2 separate regions of the Anas platyrhynchos genome follow, and region 1 is linked to region 2. A link is a contact called in public Hi-C data. All regions are on one chromosome and are shown on one strand. The core of a region is the stretch at or near the end of the contact, and the rest is flanking DNA. Distances in the headings are between cores, read along the strand shown. Region 1 holds the start of FGGY (FGGY carbohydrate kinase domain containing). Region 2 holds the start of JUN (Jun proto-oncogene, AP-1 transcription factor subunit).

Region 1 (7,156 bases), core at 3,048-5,547, 140 kb before region 2:
CAGGATTAGACTCCTGATACTTGCAAATGTTGCAGGTGCACTCTCAAGTCTGCAGGATTTTGAACGCTTGCCATAATCTACATCTTGTCAAGCAGAGGAAATGTTGATCACTCTACACCAAGACACAATTCCCACGCAGGAAAACCTAAGGAATTAAGAGAGTACACTGCTGCACCCTTTCTCCTCCACACCCTGAAAACATTAATGGATACAATACACGCACACCAACCTATTTAGATCCATCCTCTCCTTGACGCTGCAGTTGCATGCCCCCCTAAATGCTGCTCTAATGATCTGGCAATCCAACGTGTCCCAGATGACACAGCACAATGCTCGAAGCTCTGAAAGAAGCCATCCTTCTTTACACTGACTGTGAGGGGAAAAAAACACAATCTGATTATTACATAAATTGTAGCTGTAACAGCTTCACGACTAACTCAGAGGAGGTATGGGGCTCCACAACAACTTATCGATCCCAGTGGTTGATCCTTTTCAACGTAATGTGAAGGAAGATCTTTCTATTCTTATCTTCTTTCTATTCATATCTATCTGTCACTCTAACCTAACCCCCTCTGGACAGGTTAAACAGGATCAGTTCATTGGCTGTAAAAGGGGCACATTCCTGTACTGTAATGTTTGTATTTTTTATTCTCTTCTATGTTAAAACAAAAACATAGAGAAAAAATTAAGTAGGAAATGCACCCCTAGCATAATAATGTTAATACGAGAAAAAAAAATGCTTAAAATTTAAAATATAGTGCAGAACAGAATGCAATTTGAAAGGCATGAACAGCTCATATAACCACACACACACTAGGTTTAAACTGCATTAATGGAGCAAACCAGCCTTGGTATCAGGAGCTTCAGAGGCGGGTACATAAGCTTACCTGGAATCCTGCAGGAGCCATTATGCTACTGCAGATATTGAGCTAGTCAGCTTGAGGTTAGTGCTGATACTCGAGCTTTAATCACATTTGTAGTGCCCAGCGCTACATCAAGGATGAACTTGGCCCTAGCCACGCGATTACGTATCGGTAGATCAGTACAAAAATAATTTGTTCCGAGTTCATAGCGTTATGAAATGACAAAACATCAAAATTAGCATTTTGGCTGAAATCCACTGCCTTTCCCATCAAGGCTTACACATTTAAGCAACATCTGAACCAACTGTCTATAATTACTCCTGGCAGATACTGGAACACTTAGGCCAGTAGTAGATGCAATAGTGAAATCAATTTTTAACGACATGCTGTAAACCACTTCTATCAAGATGCTCAGCCCAGAAGCAAACATGTCTGTAAGCTGAATCCTGAGTCTATTCTACAGTATGTGTTCACTCTTGCATGGGAAGAGCATGGACTGACAACCCTACGTAATCTGTCATTTTAAAATTAAACATTTATTTGGTCTACAATACTAAAATTACTAGCCTTGAAGTTCCTGTCACAACCACTTACAAGCAAATGAGGCTAGGCTAAAAGAAACAAATGCTGCACATAGATCAGATATCTAGATATATCTGCCATACAAGGGTAACATGTCTACAACCTTTTTTTTTATTTCTTTCTAAAGAATCACATCTGTTCATCTCAAAATAGTGACTTATCTTCCTTCTTCCCACATACAGAGTTTTGGGGGAGTGAGGGTGTTTTTGATTTCTTTTTATAAATGCAAAATCTGCTTTCTTAATGATCCTATCAGTCCCATAATTTCAAACTCCCACAAAGACACGCCTAAATGGGTATCAGGCCAAACCTTCTCTGTAAGTTTCCTTTGGTGACTTTCTCAAAACATCCCAGAAGCCACCAGCTTGTAAACCTGCTTGCCTCAAACAGCTGAGGGTCACACATTTTCCAATTTTATTTTATGAACGGTCTCAGTACTTTTTCTTTCACAAGTGGAAATGCAGAGGGCAAACGGTAGGCAGCTCAAGACACCAACCTGAAGGCATTAACAAGAGCCAAAAAATAGACAATGCTAGGCAGAGATTTCCCTCTGAAAATAAAACTCTGAAACACATTTCTACTGAGACTGTGCCACTAGTGTTGGTTTTGCATACGAGAAACTTCACTATTCCAGTACAAGGGAAAAATTTCAACATGGGTGATTAGAAAAACACAAGATACAAACCAGGACAGAGGAGAGCTATTCTGATCCTCTCCTGCAAACCTACTGGTTCTCAGGTAGCACAGCTGCCTCTAACAGAAACAAAAGAAGGCTTAAATGAGAGCTTATGGGAAGACAGAACACAGACTTACTGAGGAAATGAAAAGAAACAAAATGTATGAGAACACTTATTTTGGATGATTCAAAAGAATTAACATTTTTAGATTATAACTTATGTGCATCCCTGTAAGAAACACACAACAGAGCAAAAAAAAAGTTGCTAAGAATACACACAAAAACTTTCCAGCCTATTCCTAGTTTATTTAGTCTCTCCTGACACTATAAATTAGTTTCTACCCCAATTCTTACAGCTGGGAACAGCTGAACCTTCAAGAATCCAATCCCCCCTGCTTTCCGTTTCCATCCTCCTATTCCCGTCACCCCTTCCAAGAGGAAAAAAAAAAAGACAACTTTTTTGCCATATCCCAGCATAGAATCATGTAGAAAAGTGGGTTATTAATATTTAAGACACCTCAAATTACAGTACATTTCAGTACTGTATTTCAATACATTTAGAAACAAGTTAATTTCAATAAATTAAGCAGACGGTCTTCCAGGATAAGGGAATACATGGGGATGAAAAATGAGAAGACCACCTCCACGTAACGTGTGTTTACTACTTTCCCAGCTCCTCTGAGGAAAGAGAGTCCTCTCCTCTCCTTCCCTGACACTTGTTTCTTAAGTGTTCTCCAGAGAAGAAGCACTGTTGCTAAATTTATTAAACTATCTGTCAAGTCGCAGGCACCTCAAGAGAGAAGAATCCGCAAGGTCACCGGTTCCTGGCTGGTGCCGGGCACGTCACTCGTGAGGCACGCAGCACGAGTAAACTCCATCAGGTTACTGGGGTGGGCGCCCTGCCAGCCCCCCAGCTTTACGAGAATACCGGGACAAGTGTCCAGAGAGGTGACACAAAGGAGCCGGCCCTGCAAAGGTGTGAGAAAGCAGAGCTGTGAGAGGAGAAACGAGGCAGCAGGGAAAGCGAGCAGCAACAGGACGCCGGTGGCAGCAATGGGATAGTGGGAACACAATCCTGGAAACCACCACCTTCATTAAGGGCAAGAAACATTTAAGGAGAACTCCCTGGGATCTGGAGGATTAAGCAAGCACCGAGTGACGCACGTGTCCCGTGTGCCTACGCCAGGTCACTTGGGCACTGACATCTGAAGCAGGTGAAGGAGTGAGAGGCTGGCGGCACAGAAAATGGTGCCTCCTGCTGCAGGGCCGTGACAGGAGAATTGACGGGAGGCGACATGAGAGCCCCAAGAGCCCTCCGGTGCCTCCTTGCCCAGTGTTCAGCACCCTAATCCTGCCACAGCCTGTAGGCACCGAGGGGCTGTGAGGGGCAGGCCAATTCTCATTAATTTAGGTTTTATATACACGCTGTGCTTCTGAGAAACGTCAGGAAAAGCAGAGCTGGGGAAGCCGGGCAGGGAGACCAGCACGTAAATCCTATAATGCCCCCATAGGTACACACGAACCCCACAAACGTTATATAAAACAGCGTTATAGCACGCTTTAAATGCTCAGCCAACGCGGGCCGGGGGCACAGCGAAGGGAGCTCCCGTGGCACAAGCCGCAGGGCGGCCCCAGCTTGAAAGAAAATTAAAAAATAAATAAATAAAATAAACAACCCGCGGCTCTCCAGAGAGGCCGGGCCCCGACCATTAATGGCCGCCGCCCCGGGGGCGGGCAGGGGCAGGGGCTGGAGCACCGCGCACGGCTCGTCCCCGCAGGGCCGGGCCCCGACCGCCGCCCGCTGCCGGGCAGGAGCCGCCCCGCAGCCCCCGCAGCCCCCGCAGCCCCCGGCCCCGGGCAGGGCGGGCAGGGAGGGGGCGGCGGCCCCGGCGTCCCCCGCTCGGCTTCGGGGGCCGCGGCTGCTTCGTGCGGGGGCCCCTGCGCCGAGCTTGGCCCCGGCCATTTCACGAAGCTCCGGCGTGTGCGAGGCCGCCCGTGCCCTGTGAGGAATTCGGCCCGTACCAGCGCTCCTGCCTCGGAAAGGAAGCCGTGCTTCTCTTTTCTTTACAAGCGAATAAAGCAGCAGCAGGGGAGGGGTTTGGCTCTCGTCGGTTTGTTAAAGGGGATTTGCTGGATCTCAGCTGCAGCCCCAGTGCCCTACAGGACTGCAGAGACGTATAGGAGGGTGCTGGAGGGTTTCGCTTTAGCAGCTGTGCTGAGAGCCGGGGGAAGAATAAACACGAGGAAGAAAACCGAAGGTTATGCCTGAAATGAGCATTCCCCAACTTGACCATAAATACATAATCACTTGTAAAACAGATAAAGCAGGATGGCGAGGTGTGAGCCAGCCCTTCTGTGCGGGGTTACTCCATTTGAGAGTTTTACCTAAAAAGTTGTTTTAAAAATCCCAGATGTGAGGAATAAACCCTGAGTTTATGTGAGGTTTGCACAAAATGGGGGACAGGATCAGGCCCTGACACCTTCCTCCATCGCCCACCTCAGGAGAGTGGATGGAAACCTTCACGCTGCCATGTCCAAGCCCGTCTGAAGAGGCCCCAGGGGGCCACCAAGGGTTTCTACACATACCCTCCTCATCTTCCACGTCAGGAAATCTTTGAACAAAAATCTCTTTTGAAACATTTCCAGAATTTCCCCACTTCGGCCCAGGCAGAAATACTGCGAGAGCAACCTTGCTCAGGGAAAGATGAGTGTTGTCTCGTGGTCAGAGCTCAGGGTTAGCGGTCAGGGGCTGTGGGTTCTCATTCCAGCTTGGCCACTGAATCATTTTGAACCCTTCGCCAGTCACTTCGTATTAGCACCAGTTAGTAATTTTCCGTCGGAATGATTTTCTGACAGAAAGCAGCACTTTACAAAACTGGAACCTCTGTGAAAATTGACTTTCCGTTGGGGATACCTTGCATCTAGGCAGGGAGGGAAAGGACATTAGACCCGAACTGAAATATTCATCGCTTCCTTGTGTTAGTCCAAATGTTTTGCTTTGAATAGATTGTTTAAAAACAAATACCACCCTCCTGGCTTTAACTCCGAGTCAGCTCACTGCGCCGTGGGAGTTTGTGCTCTCATGCTCTGCTTCGCGCCCCGGGAGGTCTGCACCTCCTGTAGCGGGATGCAAATGTCTCTGTCCTGAGCTGTGCACATCACGGTCTGAGTCAGACCAGTCCCGGCATGCGGGACCTGGCCCTTGGGAAAAATTAGCAGCAGCAAGGACTGGTCTGACTGGGGGAGTGGGCCACGCAAAGAAAGTATAAAGTGCATGGACACAAGCTGTTTCACGTTAGTTCAGTGATCCAAAACGAAGTGCTGTGACTGTGGATTTACCAAAATGTTTTGTGCAACCGAGAAGCAGTAAAATGAAACCAGGGAAAAGGACACAAGGGTTCCTCTACCATCCCTGACAGTCAAATCCTGTAAACTCTTCCATAAACACACTGAGCTCCAGTTTATAGTTCTGGCTCTTCACCCCCCAACTATCTTCTTTCTTTACTGTTTTGTTCCAGAATCCCATTCCTCTGTTCATTAAAAATAATTTTTATGATTTCTGTGTATTCATAGCTGGCTGACACTTTCTTTTAATACAAATAACACTTGTTCTCCTCCCACAGTGTATTTATACACACTGCTTAAATCCCTTCTTAGCCCTTGTTTTGCTAAGTTATGTATTAACCATTTACATTTTCTTTCATAGCAGCAAGGTTTGGACTACCTAATAATCTTTCTCTGCACTTGTTTCAGTCAGAATTTGTATTTTCTAAACATGAGTGATCACAGCCCAACATCACGTATAATGTTCAAAGTGATGTCTTGCTGGTGACTTGCACAGTGGCAATAATAATTTCCTATGCTTGCTTTTAGCTACAGACAGGGATCAACACTGCCTTTTTTACATCTATATCACACTAGTATCTCAGTTTATCCAGGTGTTTTTCATCTCCAATTTATAGGGAAAAAATATATACGGGGAAAAAAAATAAAAAAATATATATTTTTGAAATACATAACATTCCCTTAATACATTTCTACATTTCATTACACTTCTCTTGCCCTTGCATGATTTCATTCCAAGTGGGGTGACAAATGAAAATATTTTCAAGAACAGTTACAGGACCTCCACTCACCAAAATCAGTCCTGGAAATGCTATTTTTTAAATGAAAGAATCAAAACACTCCCATGTCCATATGAGACTTAATCCATTACTCCTTTGAAATATTCCAAAAGCTAAGGGTTAAGAGGTGTTATATTAGTGCAGAATAATGATGATTAATTTTTGTTTCATATCAAATGCAGGAAGAGTAGATATGTGTGCAGAGTATCTCCTACAACTTCAAAATCTATGTGTAAACCTGAAAATGTGTTGTGGGTTTATGTACCTTAAGTGAAGCACAAGACCATTGTAGTTTTGCTTCAGTTAGTACTGCTTTATACAGTCTTCCTCCCTTTCCCAGATTTTGGACGGAGTCATTTAAAATGTATCCTTTTACCTTTTCATTTGTGAGTAACTAATGAAAATTCCCTTTTAAATGTGCTTTCTGTGAGACAGGAATGTGCTTTTTTTCGTGATTACCCAAAGCCCGTATTTCAAGCTACAGCTTCAGGTAGCGTAAATCAGCCTTGCTCTGATATGGCCTGCAGTCCTCTCAACCAGCATTGAAGAACAATTTAGTGTTTATAGATGACAGTTGGCATCTTTGAAATATTCTCTTTTACAGAACTAGACTAGATGTGACACTTGCTGGAGAAGAAATCTTGCATAAATCTGTCTGAAAAGACTCACTTAATCATATTACTTCACTAGCAGTGGTAACCTTTGGAGGCCAAAGTCCAGACAGGTTGAGAAATGGCACATGAGTACATAAAGGTGACAATTCCATTAACTGCAATCAAAGAGGGAGGTGAATGGTGAGATAAAGACAAATGACTTACTCTACAAAGAAAAGAAAATATGTGTGTGAAGGGGAAAGATACAGAACAAATGTTTTCCAGCCTTGTCAAGGAAATAAAGATCCAGTCCCACTC
Region 2 (6,672 bases), core at 1,296-3,795:
TGAGAGTTATTTTTCCTTCACCTTAACCCTAAGGAAACCCTGCTCCTCGTGCCCTCGCACTCACAACTTCTACTGTGCTCTGATTGAGTAAATAAAAGAGAAACACTTGCTCCTTCTGACTCCTCAAACCCTCCCCTCCCTCGGCAGGGAGACCTGCTCCGTAGCAATTCCTCAAGCAAGTGGAAAGCAGTGTGAGAAGGTTCACGGATTCCCACTCTTACTCACTTCATGCAGAGGCGAGGCAGGATATCGCATTTGAAAGCATGAAATGAATAAAAAAATAAATAAATGAAGAGAATCATTTGTGTAATAAAAATATTGCGGAAACTCCTCTGATGCTGTAATGCATTTAAGTTTAAAAAAAGAAAATCTGCATGGAAGTGTTTTCCTTCAGCGAGCACTGTTTCCAATACAAAAATAGTAAAACTACCATTTATACTTTTTTTTTTTTTTCCCAAATGGTCTAGAAATAAGCCAAGAGCACTTGATACAGGCCTGAAACAAAACAACCAACCTATTTATTCCTGGACTCCAAAAATAATTTAGCTGGACGTAGCATGCGTAAGTAATTTTAATTTGTCCCTGAAAAGCCATTTAATTATTCAGATTATCTGATTGCCTCAGTCGGTCTTGTATTGATTGATTGGAGAACTTTATAAATCAAAATCTGCATTACTGCTGCCCAGAGCATCTGCCTCGCACAGCAGCGGAGAGACGGGGCTGATTTCCAGTCCCTACCCACAAGTTAGTTTATTGAGACATGTAAATGGCGATGGTTTATAGATGGGTCGGTAAGTGTTCCTTCGTACCACTGAAGGAGAATTTACTTAAGGACATCAGGAAGGGGGGGGTAAGAGCCCTAAAGTAATAGCTGATTAATAAATCAGGGCATAGTCACCAAAAACTCCCAGCTCCCTGGCTAACGGCCATGAAGGCTCGCTGTCCCCCTGAGCACAGGGCCAAGTCCTGATGAACTCCCTGTGGCACTTGGTGACCCTGGGACAGGGAACCCAAAACCTGATCTTTGCTTTCAGAGCTCTCCTGCTCCGCTCAGCCTCTGTGACCTGGCTGCCTGTTGCCAGCCTCGGCCAGGTAACCTCTAAGCGAGTAGCAATTAAGGTAATGAGTGGCCTGACGGGTGTCCCCCACAGCGATGGGGCCTCGGCAGCAACACGTCTCCGGCAAACTGGAATGTCTGGTCCTGAAACTGCACTTCTGTAAAAGGAAGTGAAAAACTAAAAGGGGTGGGGGGTTAAAGGAAAAAAAAAAAAAGAGGTAAAACCCTCCCCAGCTAAGTGAGTTCAAGCAGCGTCCCCAGCCCAGTGAAGGGAGGAAGGATTTGGGGTGACCCCGGTGGGGCTGGGCAGGACGGGTGGTTATGGGGTCAGAGGGGTTAAAGGCGCCCTGAGCGTGCTCCTGAGCCCGGCTTTCTAGGACAGAGCTGAGGCACAGAGGAAACAGACAAAATTCGGGCAAGTTTGGGATGCCAACAGCTGGCTGAACAGCTCTCGTTGGGGTTACTGGTCTGAGGGGACACGGGACTCAAAGGGGGCGATTTGCCACGGCTTGCTAAGCGACACCAACCAGGAAAAAACAACTTTTTATTTAAAAATCTTTATTCAGAAGCCTCATTGCAGCGAAGATCCGGGCCCTGCGCTCCTCCCGGGTTTCCTCCTCAGCGAGGGGCTGAGGGGCCGCTGGGCTCCCCCCTCACCCGGGGCGCTGGGGAGCCGCCTCAGGCACAAATCCCCGTCACAGCCCCCTGAGGGAGCCCTGCGACCCCCCCAATTGCCTCACACCAGACCCCAGGAAGGCGTCAGCAGGCGCTAAGCACCGCTGAGGGCTCCCACAGCTTTCATTACGCGCGCCCCTTCCTCCTCCTCCTCCCCCCCCCCATCCTCCTCCACCCCCCCCGCGCTGTGGGCGGAGCCTCCCGCTGCCCGCCCCGGCCCCTGCCCGGAAGCGGCCGCGGCGCGGCGGGGAAGTCACGTGAGCGCCCCCCTCCCCTCAGCGCCGCCTGGGGGCTGTACCACTTGGAGGCGCGGGCGGGGGGGGAGGTGGGGTGGTGTTTTTATGAAGAATTCCCAGGCCGTGCGGTGCGAGCGGTTTCACCTCGCAGCGCGCCCCTTGCAACCAGCGGGGCGACGAGAGGAGAAGGGAGAAGAAGGGAAAAGAGGGGAGAAGTGAGGCGGTGTGCCCCTTTTCCCCCCCCGTGGAGGCGTTGCGGTTGGTACGCTCCGGCTGAGGAGGCGCCCGGCGGCGTCCAACCCGCGCGGCGCGCGGGCGGGCGGCGGTAACCAGATATTCAAACGCACTACGTCAGCCCACAGTGCCCCGCGCCGCACCACCGCATTACCTCAGCCCACACTGCCCCGCGGCCGCGCGCGCTCCGAAGCTTCTAGGGGGCGGGGTCGCCATGGCGACGGGGCCCGGGGCCACGCCCCCCCCGGGGAGAGGCGGCGGCAGCCAATGGGGAGGCGGCGGGGTGACATCATGGGCTATTTTTAGCCGGCGGCCGGCCGCTGATAAGCCAAGGGCTGCACGCCGCCAGCAGGGCTCAGAGCGCGGCGCGGGCGGGCGGGGGAAGCAGCAGCGGCAGCGCGGGGCCGGGCGCTGTGAGGAGACCGCGCGGGGACCGTGAGGGAGCCGTGAGGGGACCGTGAGGGAGCGGTGAGGAGGGAGAGCAGCGGCCCGGCCGGGCGGGCTGCGGGTGAGGCTGCGCTCCCGGCTGCGTTCTATGAGCGCGAAGATGGAGCCGACGTTCTACGAGGACGCGCTGAGCGGCGGCTACGCGCCGCCGGAGAGCGGCGGGTACGGATACAATAACGCCAAGGTGCTGAAGCAGAGCATGACGCTCAACCTGGCCGACCCCGGCAGCAACCTGAAGCCGCACCTGCGGAACAAGAGCGCCGAGCTGCTCACCTCGCCCGACGTGGGCCTGCTGAAGCTGGCCTCGCCCGAGCTGGAGCGCCTGATCATCCAGTCGAGCAACGGGCTGATCACCACCACGCCGACCCCCACGCAGTTCCTCTGCCCCAAGAACGTGACGGACGAGCAGGAGGGCTTCGCCGAGGGCTTCGTGCGGGCGCTGGCCGAGCTGCACAACCAGAACACGCTGCCCAGCGTCACCTCGGCCGCGCAGCCCGTCAGCGGGGGCATGGCACCTGTGTCCTCCATGGCCGGTGGGGGTGGGAGCTTCAACGCCGGCCTGCACAGCGAGCCCCCCGTCTACGCCAACCTCAGCAACTTCAACCCCAACGCGCTCAGCTCGGCGCCCGGCTACAACGCCAACGGCATGGGCTACGCGCCGCAGCACCACCTGAACGCCCAGATGCCCGTGCAGCACCCCAGGCTCCAGGCTCTGAAGGAGGAGCCGCAGACTGTCCCCGAGATGCCGGGGGAGACCCCTCCGCTGTCCCCCATCGACATGGAGTCGCAGGAGAGAATCAAAGCCGAGCGAAAGCGCATGAGAAACAGGATCGCCGCGTCCAAGTGCCGGAAAAGGAAGTTGGAAAGGATTGCCAGGTTGGAGGAAAAAGTGAAAACTTTGAAAGCCCAGAACTCAGAGCTGGCATCCACTGCCAACATGCTCAGAGAACAGGTTGCACAGCTTAAGCAGAAGGTCATGAACCATGTCAACAGCGGGTGCCAGCTAATGCTCACACAACAGTTGCAAACGTTTTGAAGAGACTGGCTTTAAAAAAAACGCGAACTGTGATATTGTGGTATAACTCAACGACAGACCCGAAGCGGCAGATGCGTGAAGCTGATGGTAAGAGCTGAAAGGCTGAGTCCTGCCTGTGCTCTGCAAAGCGCATGTGTGGAAAGACTGGCAAGCCTTCAGCCCGAGTTGGCGAAGCAGCCAGCACCGCTCCGAGAAGTGCTGTTCCTGCTCAGAGACGTCAGATCTTCGTTTAACATTGACCAAGACCTGCATGGACCTAACATTCGATGATCATTCAGTATTAAAGGTTAAACTGCAATAGAAACTGTAGATTGCTTTATGTAGTATTCCTTAAGAAAAAAAAAAAAGTGGGAGGGAGGTTTTGTGGGGAGGCTGATAAACAAAAAAGAACTGTTCTGCCTGCCTTCAAGTAAATCGTGTATGTACATATCTTTTTTTATTTTATTTTATGAAAGTTGATTAATGTCAATAAACTACTTCATGACTTTGTAAGTTATTTTTATGTTGTTTATTTGGGCGCTGCCCAGTATTGTTTGTAAATAAGAGGCTTTTTTTTAGCACTCTGAGTTTACCATTTGTAATAAAGTATAATTTTTTTAATGTTTCTGTTTCTGGAAAAAAAAATCTAGAAGGTTCTATTATATTTAAGAAAAAAATAAAATACTTAAAATGCATTTCCTCCTCACACTTTTTTTGCCAGTACCTGAGTTGGGAAAATGCCCTTTATGCTGAACTCTAAAGGGCAGGGATTATGTTAAATTTACTCTGTAACTACAGGCATGTCCTGGAGAACGTGTGAGGAGGAGAGGGGGGGGAAACCAGATCCCGGGCGCTACACAAATACAACTTTTTGACTTGTCTTGAAGTTGTAGTTACTAATCTTAACCTGAGCGGATCGCCTGCTGTATCCCGGTGGCCCGGCTGAGGCAGCTGACTTGAACTCCAAGCAGAGCGCAGAGGGGCGGCCGCTGTGGGAAGCTGCTCCACAACTCGTAGCGGCTGCTTGTGCTCCTGCCTGCCTCTCATTAAGTTAATGCCCTCAGCAGGATCAGGCAAGAGGCTGTGTTTGTTTTCTTTAAAAAACAACAAACCTCAAAACTTCAGGAATGGTCACCTTTATGGCTACATGCTCTTTCCAAGGTAAGAGAGAATCTTTGTTAATATTTGTGACAATGCTGTTGTCAGCAGTAAATAACTTTGTAACTCTCTGTACCTTGAAATCCCTTCCCTTCAGGTGTTACTGCAACTCTGAAACTTTTTAGCACTAGGAAAGCTGGGAAAACTGCCTGGCAGGAAATGAAAAGACAAGAGAGGAACTTTTCTGGCACTTCCCATGTAGTTTAAATAAAAGCTTAGTCTGGTTTTTAGTACAATGATGTAAATATATACCTTAGACACATACTACTGAACTCTTTGGGGAAATGATCTCGGTGCCGGATTTTTCAGAACACTGTACCTGTTTCACAAATATATACTTGAGGGGAGAGCAGATGTTTTCCTGCTTGATGGCCAAAGAAGTAAGAGGAAAAAGATGCCTATCAAAAGATAGGCAGAAAATAGTAAAAGTTATTATAGAAGTAACAATATTAACTTTTCAGGGTAGGCAGTCTTAATGTTGTTTTTTTTTTTTTTTTCTCCTTAAAATACAGATAGGCATAATTTCAACAGAAGTGAGTCTTGCTTAAAGTCACTTCTCCAAATGACTAGATAACTGTGTATGTTTACCTTTACTGTTACCAAAATGATACCCTGAAACTTGCAGCTACTGTGTGTCCAGAGAGCAGTTCCTTACAGGAAGCGCAGAGCTCTCTCTCCTGACAGATTTAATTGGGGGGGGGGGGGGGGGGGGGGGGGGAAGGGGACATTTTATATGAACTTTATCGTGTGAGGGGTTGTTTCAGCTGTCTGGTGGTAATATCCTTCCACGTCGCAGCCCAAGTGTCAAGGTAGGCGAGCGTTCAGATGCTGTTTGCTGCTGCCAGAGGAATAGGCTTGTAACAACACCAACCAAACAAAGGGTTACTAGGAGGATACTGCAGTTTGCCAAGAGTACATTTTGCTGATGTCAGCAACCCGGAAGGTAAGTTGATTTTGACCATATGTAGGAATAGACAGCAGAGGGATAATACACAGCACTGCTGGGTGTGGTTTTACAGGGATTTAGCAAGTGCCAACTAGCAAAATAAGCAGGGCAAGGAGATTAATTACCTGCAAAGGTGCCTGCTTAACTCAACAGTGCTGGGTTATGGAATAGATGTTACTAGCAAGCATTTTGCTTAATCACCTAATTACGCAAAAAAATAAATACATTATATAAAATACTATGTTAATTAAACACAGCTGAGTGACAGTCGGCTCCACCCCGTCCTAACGCGCGCACAGACACTTGGCGGTGCGGTTCCGTCCCGTCCCTCTCCAGCACGACGCTCCGTGGCACCAGCACGACATCAGCAAGTAGCAGGGCTGCTGGGCTCCATCCAGCCCCGCAGAGAATCTGCCATCAAGCAAGGTGGGTTTTGGTCCCCAACGTCCACAAGGAGATGAGGGGCACCAGAGCACAGATGCTTTCTTAGCCCTTGTGTCAGGATCAGGCCCGAGACAAGGCAAAGAAAGTTGGCATCGCCTCCGGCTGTTTTGTACACAGCGTGATGGGCTGCGAGCCCGCTGCTGCCTGGTTTGGTTCCCTTCAGCAGAGATTAAAATCCAGCGCTCTTCGCATATTACCAGATCGCTGGGTAATCAATACACATGACTGTAATGAAAGACATGCGTGCGTTTATATGTGGTGAAATGTAAAGTTTTAACACCTACTTAACTCGAGATTAAAATTGCCTAATGCATTGTGCGCCTCGCTTTTATAAGGAAAAGTCAGCTCTCTTTGAGATTTAGAGAGAAACTCTCTTTTTGTTGCCCCAGCTGTACTCACAAGGGAATATTTTGCAAATAACAGCATTGTGAACATGTATTTTGTTTGGCTGTGAGTGTTG

Evidence for each region. Hi-C and Micro-C count contacts between places; a contact is called where the count stands out from the background.
Region 1: a contact with region 2 is called in a Hi-C map of subcutaneous adipose tissue, with 1.6 times the contacts expected there. The contact joins the promoter of FGGY here to the promoter of JUN in region 2. A contact is called at or near these places in 3 of 8 Hi-C or Micro-C datasets (liver, skeletal muscle and subcutaneous adipose tissue).

The regions. Positions count from the first base shown.
Region 1 is chr8:35,825,760-35,832,915 of IASCAAS_PekinDuck_T2T, reverse strand. It overlaps FGGY (FGGY carbohydrate kinase domain containing), which reads right to left and starts at 4,297. Exons shown (of 17, transcript XM_027462681.3): 1 at 4,144-4,297.
Region 2 is chr8:35,683,282-35,689,953 of IASCAAS_PekinDuck_T2T, reverse strand. JUN (Jun proto-oncogene, AP-1 transcription factor subunit) reads left to right here and starts at 2,545. Exons shown (of 1, transcript XM_027462691.3): 1 at 2,545-4,359. The coding sequence starts at 2,738. The coding sequence ends at 3,685. All of the region lies in intron 3 of LOC113844285 (a long non-coding RNA gene), which reads right to left.